Regions from separate parts of the Nothobranchius furzeri genome. Here region 2 is linked to region 1. The links are chromatin contacts, called in public Micro-C maps. All regions are on one chromosome and are shown on one strand. Each heading gives the region's core, a stretch centred on a gene start, on an enhancer-like site or on the middle of the called end of the contact. The rest is flanking DNA. Distances are from core to core; before and after follow the strand shown. Region 1 holds the start of LOC107390374 (ankyrin repeat and SAM domain-containing protein 1A). Region 2 overlaps LOC107390374 (ankyrin repeat and SAM domain-containing protein 1A).

What was found. A called contact is a pair of places that touch in the nucleus more often than the background predicts.
Region 2: a contact with region 1 is called in a Micro-C map of tail fin, with 16 times the contacts expected there. The contact joins the enhancer-like site here to the promoter of LOC107390374 in region 1. A contact is called at or near these places in 2 of 2 Hi-C or Micro-C datasets (skeletal muscle and tail fin).

What each region holds. Positions count from the first base shown.
Region 1 is chr15:36,775,841-36,778,934 of NfurGRZ-RIMD1, reverse strand. It overlaps LOC107390374 (ankyrin repeat and SAM domain-containing protein 1A), which reads right to left and starts at 1,421. Exons shown (of 28, transcript XM_015967032.3): 1 at 1,160-1,421. The coding sequence starts at 1,329.
Region 2 is chr15:36,812,431-36,815,524 of NfurGRZ-RIMD1, reverse strand. All of the region lies in intron 4 of LOC107390374 (ankyrin repeat and SAM domain-containing protein 1A), which reads right to left. Among protein-coding and RNA genes, the nearest start is that of LOC107390374, 36 kb to the right of the region's middle. Within about 2 kb of position 1,549, at least 1 of the 3 cell types and tissues checked has an H3K27ac peak or open chromatin away from gene starts, as enhancers often do. A contact at or near this core is called in tail fin, where this site is marked.

The DNA.
Region 1 (3,094 bases), core at 172-2,671:
TCCGCTCTACTTTAGTAATCCACCCATACACATATTGACATTTCCATTATGCACACTAAATCAAATGTCATACACAGCAGCAACAAGCCCCACTGACTCCCTGTGGTCAATACTCTTGATAGTCTCACCAGCTGCCCACTGAGATCAGGAGTCCACGGGAAGCAGGTTTTTACCAGCAGTATAATCATTTCCTGCACGGCCTAGCCAATTATTTCCCAGAGTTCCCGTTGCCAAACACTGATTGCTCAAGTAGATGACACAATGGGCACGTCAGGCTGCCTCCAAACCTGAGAGTGAAACTGTGAGCCAGCATCGACTGCACGGTGTGTCTGAATTGGATATTCGATTAGATGGGTTTAATGTGATTACACCGAGCACACTTGGCAGTGTGTGCTAAGTAACGCTGTAGTGCAGCACATGGAGCCCTCAGATGGAGGTGGCAGGCACCAGGACTCCCACTGGGACAAGGTGTGGCAAAGGTTCACCTGTGTGGCGCTCTGGGTTGTGTTTCTCACCTCCAATCAAATGGGTTTTTTTTAGCTTACTGTCTGGAATAACTATATAAAAATACTCTTGCTTTGATAATACAGATGTGTAGGGCTGAAAGACAAAATACATCTCCTCTGTAGCTGTAAACTCATAACTTAGATAACATCTGTAGGACAAAATGAAACTCATCCCATTCATCAGCTCTAATAAAAACCCAGCATCTGCTGGATGATGGAACAGTGAGTCAGTAGTACCAACATCTCTTCTGTCTATCAGGCCTCCACGTCAGACTGTCTGCACGCAGCATGCTTGGTTTACGGATTATTGATGAGAATATTAATAAAATACACTTAAAATCAACAGATGAGCGGAACCTTCCCAGCAGCTTTTATGGAAGTGGCAGAACCACATCAGAGGTGAGCTCCCACTGAGGACTTCCGGTCATTGAGCTCGCCATTAAAAAGGAAACTCTGCTTTAGAATAATTGCTGAATGTTGCATTTGAAGTTGCCTTTTATGGACATTAGAGGAACACCAGGGGTCTGGGCTGAACAAAGGAGCATGCTGCTGCTGCTAGGTCGGGCTGTGGTGGAGCTAAACACGCATCTCCTGGAGATTAGATGGTGTGTTTGACAGGAACACACCAGAGCCGCCGGCTGGCTGCTTCCTACCTGAGGAGGCTGGAGAGCGGGTGAGAGGAGGCGCCGTGGCCGCCGCCGGTGCCGCTTCCAGCGGTCCCAGACGAGCCGCCGGTGGACTGTCGCTTCCCGGACAAAAGCTTCTCCACCGCGGCCAGGTTCCCGGTGCGCGCCGCGTCTAGGAGCTCCTGCTCCTTCCCCATTGCTAATCCCAGGGAAAATATCCGAGGCGCGGGGGGATACAGGGGGGGAGGGAAGGGGGGAGATTGGTTATGGGGGGTGAAATTCCTCTGCGACCCGCTCCTTCTCCCAGACTCAAGTTATTCCTCGGAACGGCGAAACCAAACAAAAGCCTCTTCCTCCGCCGCTGGATCTGTCCCGATCCACGATGCTTCCGCTGCTCGCGAGAGGGAAAAGTTTCGCTCAGCAGCACGGAGCCATTACCGGGCAAACTTCCTCTGACCAGCCTTCCGAGCGTCGTCCGTCACTTCCTCGAAACAGCCCTTTCTTTCTGCATCTCCACTGAAACCCTTCAGACTCACGCGCACACACACTTTCACACACACACGGGCTAGCCCAGCCACCGCCGCCCCGAGCTGACTCACACACAAGCTGGATGTGCCTAAGCAAGATGGCGGCGGGTCACAGCGGGTGATTTAGTCCCATCCGGCGCTTTGCTGCTCTGCGTCAGCGCCACAGAACACATCTAAACCCCTTGATGTGGTTTTCGCTCGTCACTCTTGGGTGACTTATTTAGAGATTTTATCAAACCCAAAGGATCGTGAATGTATATTCTTTACTTTATAGTATAGCAGCGGTAAGTGTGGAGGACTTAACTGGCAGATTGCACATACTTCTACTCTACCAAGGAGTGTTTGTGCCACTGCAGAGGAGGAAGAGGCAGGCCATCCTATTCATCTATGCAGAGAAAAATCGTCTTGCTTCTGCCACGGTCGGACTATCTATATTTCTAGGCAAGGAAGTGTGGTGATTAAAGCTGAAATGTACAGAAAAAAAGATCACAGAAAGCTTATTCATGCGTGAGTTGGTGTCAGACGTCCTGTCCCTAAACTGTGAAATATGACATTAAACTGAAACCAGGTGTCCAATGATTCCCTTTCAAAACTCCCAGGAGGATCCCATTACTCCTGATGGACAAAGTTCAACAGAAGATCATTTGCTTGGAGGGATCAGCTGAATGAAGCCATAAGGGTTAAAAGTGTTAAGGTAAGGTGGCGGTGTTGCCAAAGAAGGCAGATGGGTAAAATATGTAAACTTCACACACTTCAGTTGGTTTTTTGGAGAGAGGAGTCTTTTTTTTTTTTTTTTTGCAATCAATGGAGGATATTCAGCAGGTTTGCTTCAAGAGGCATGCCCTTTGGGATGCATCCAGCTCCAGCCTCAGAGCCCGTTAAAAGCAGAATGGGTCTCAGAGGCATGGGGGGTAGTCTGACACATGGGTGAGGCTGCTGCACCAATCAAGGGTTGGCAGACTCAGAGGAAAATCACAGTTGCTGTGTGCATGTTCTCCCTTGTGCACAAGGGTCAATAACATTCTTTTTACCAAGGCATGCAGATGCATCATCATGTGGATCGGGTTATGAGCTGATCCAGCAAAAGGATGAGGAGTGGAGACCCTTAACATGTCAAGATCTCTCACACAAACAGAGCGAAAATGTCCACAGGTAGAGAAGGAAGCCTTAAGCCTGACAATGTCCACATGAGCAAACATTTGTGGACTGAGATGGACCACATGCCACTCCTGAGTCTGTTCTGGTCTCAGATAAGTTGCACAAATGTACATATGTATACCTAGCATCACCACACACACACACACGTGGGGCAGGCTAAACCCAGGACAGGCAGTGTGCATCCCAGATACGTTTTATGTTGAAGTGTAACTACTAAGTAGCCTATTGTTTATAAATTATCGAGTAAGTTTTCTCCTGCCTTTCTGCTCTTACTCCT
Region 2 (3,094 bases), core at 300-2,799, 36 kb before region 1:
CCAGATACTGCACTTAACAGTTTTGTGGAGCAGGTGGGTGTTCTAGGGCGCGTCCTTATACCTGCATTACGGCTGTTAGCTATTTTCACTTTGATGATCATCAATAAAAAGTACAAGAAGAGCTTTCTGTTGGCATCATGGCTGAGCCTGGATGTAAAAGTAAGAGTAATGTCTTTGGAGGTGAAGCAAAGAGCTAAAACCAGAGTAAACAGCGGCGTGGCCTACACTAGTTTGAAGAAGCTGAAAAAGGCTGATGATTACCTGGCTTTGTTGCTGCTGGACTTGTAAGTAATAATATTGTTTGTCCAACAATGTGGATCTTTTTTATTAGTGGCTTATTTAGTAAGACTTGGCTCATAATAGTGTTTGCTCATTGGTAGCACTGCGGCAGCATTGTTTATGGTAGTTGTAATTCAACTTTCAGCCAGTAGGGCAAAGGAGCAGGAAACTGCTGTGTTCCATTAACCAATGATTTGCATAAGAAGCCAAATAGGACACAAATCATTTCTGCATATGCATACATCTACGTCTTTCATCCACATTATCATAGTCAGTAAACAGTGTCCACATAGTGATCATTTGTCTTGAACAGAAGCATTAAATAATCTCCTGAGATTTGTAATCATCTTAAACATTTTTACCAACATCTGCAAAGCGTTCAGACAAGCCTATAAAACAGCAACTAAAAGCAGTAATTAGAACATAAACTCACTGAGTGGTGCTTATTGGATCCAACAGGCCACGTGCAAGTAAAAATATCAATGCTGATTAGAGATGGGAACATCCAACCCTTCTGCTGAGCTCTACCACGAGTGGCCAGGAGGGGGCAAGCATGACCAGAAGGAGGTCACAGACAGGGACAACTAGGACAGCTGAACAAGCTTTTCCGGTCATGTAGGAAGGGAACATGAATAACTAATGAGAACAACAATCACTGCTATCAATTAAGAGGTGTGAGGATATGGAAAAGGTACATTTCATTTCTCTCTCTCTCTCTCACACACACACACACACACACACACACACACACACACACACACACACACACACACACACACCCTACAAAAGGGCTGACAGATGGTGTGGGGAGATCTGAATGATGCCAGGGTGGGTCACTCCCACTGGAGCATGCCAGCTGTGCCACCATTAATGGGTTACACTCTGGCTGGTGAGGGGGCGGAGCTTACAAGGCAGACAGGTGTCTTTAACCCCTTCACTGCGAATATCACAAAGACCTGAAACCAGATGGAGTCAGCGTGTCGCCGCTGTGTTGTCATGGGAGAAATCTGCTTGAAGCAGAGATAAACAACAACAGCTGCCTATCCAACGAAGGAATAAGGACAAATGCTTTCCTTGGGATGACATAAGGACACCTTTGTTTTTCCTACCTGGGTGGTTGGATCAGTTAGGTTCACTAGAACCTCCTTTGGCTCAAAACATCCACACATCTACAGAAATCATTTAAGGACACATGAAATGAGCACAGCCCTTTATCTGTGACACATCGCCGAGCATTCGTCACAGCTTACTGAAGAGATTCACTCTGAGGTTTTTAGTCAGCTTCATCCAGACGAACTGGGATGTTTGGATTACATCAGGATGATTCACTTCCTGCGACTCTTCTGCCTCAGTACTAATGCAAGTCTACCATATAAAGTTTCCTTTTTCTGGACCTTTTCCACTTATTTGATAGGAATAAATACAAATTAAATGCAAGAAAAAATTTGTTTTAACTAAGACAATAAAACATCGAGTCGTTAGGACTCAAATGTTTTGTTAAAGAAGAAAATGCCACAAAAGTACACATATCATCCACCTGAGTTTTTGAACCATATCAACACAATCGGAGCAGAGCAGCGATGTGTGATCCAGTCCAGCAGCTGATCACATTAAACATGGCTGACCAGTCCTGTTACTCACTGATGGGAAACGAGCAGCACTCAGCTTTGCCTCCTTACATGCGAGCAATGTTAAGCCTGTTTTTCACACAAAGGCCCTTCCACTGAAGGGTTGAATTCCCCCCAAACGCATGCAGCAGGACTGTGACGTGTGTGAGCGTGATAATTATGACACAGGCTGACAATTAGCAGCATAATTTAACAAAAAACCAGCGTTTTTCTGAGGATGATGTCATCTATTCTGTTGTAATATAAACAAATCAGTGATGGGGAGCCATACTGACTAAGCTAACAGCTCAATGTTATAGTGCCTAATTTCCTTGCCTACAGTTAATTGTGACATCATGGTGTTGTCATTTGTGCAACAATGAATATCGATGTAGGTGGAACTCGTTAAAATGAAAGCTAAGCCATCGTTGTTGCATTTGAAAATCTCCACCTGAGGACTGATTTAAAATCTTGTTTCATATGGATGAATTCAATCTTTCGCACCCAATTCCAAACATTTAAATATCACATGATATGGCCTCGTTTCCGACCACATGATCCGATAGGAGCATCTAGGGATGCACCGATACCGATACTGATATCGGTACCGAAGCGATACCAATGCCAGTATCGGCAAAAGTTAACCGATACCAGGAACCGATACCAATGCAGTTGCTTGAAAAAGGCTTCACTGTAACTTGTCATTTCTGTTCACCTAATATTTTAGTTTTGTGATAATTTCCATTCATATATTTTACTTTTTATCTACCTCACGGTCTTTTCCTGTTGAAAGCAGAGATGAAAATAAAATCTGTATTCCAAATCATTGCCTTTTTTGTATGGTAGAAGTATCGGTATTGGCGAGTACTCAGATCCTAGTATCGGTATCGCATCGGTTTGGAAAAAAGTGGTATCGTTGCATCCCTAGGAGCATCCCTATGAGGTGCTTAATGTTGGAGAATGGAGATATTTTATATTTACATCCACTAGCTCGTCAATCCGGCAGAAGAAAGGTTTATTTCTCTGAAGAGAAGTAGTTCACGAAAGTAAGAAAGTACGTATTTACTACTTTTAAAAGGAGGGGCTCTTCAAATAACTGAAATACACTTAAATAATGAAGTGAGTGATGAGATGCACACCTATAACCTAGAGCAGAAGCCCCCACCCACTTGCACTTGGACCCACCCCACCCTAAGACAGCCGAGAGC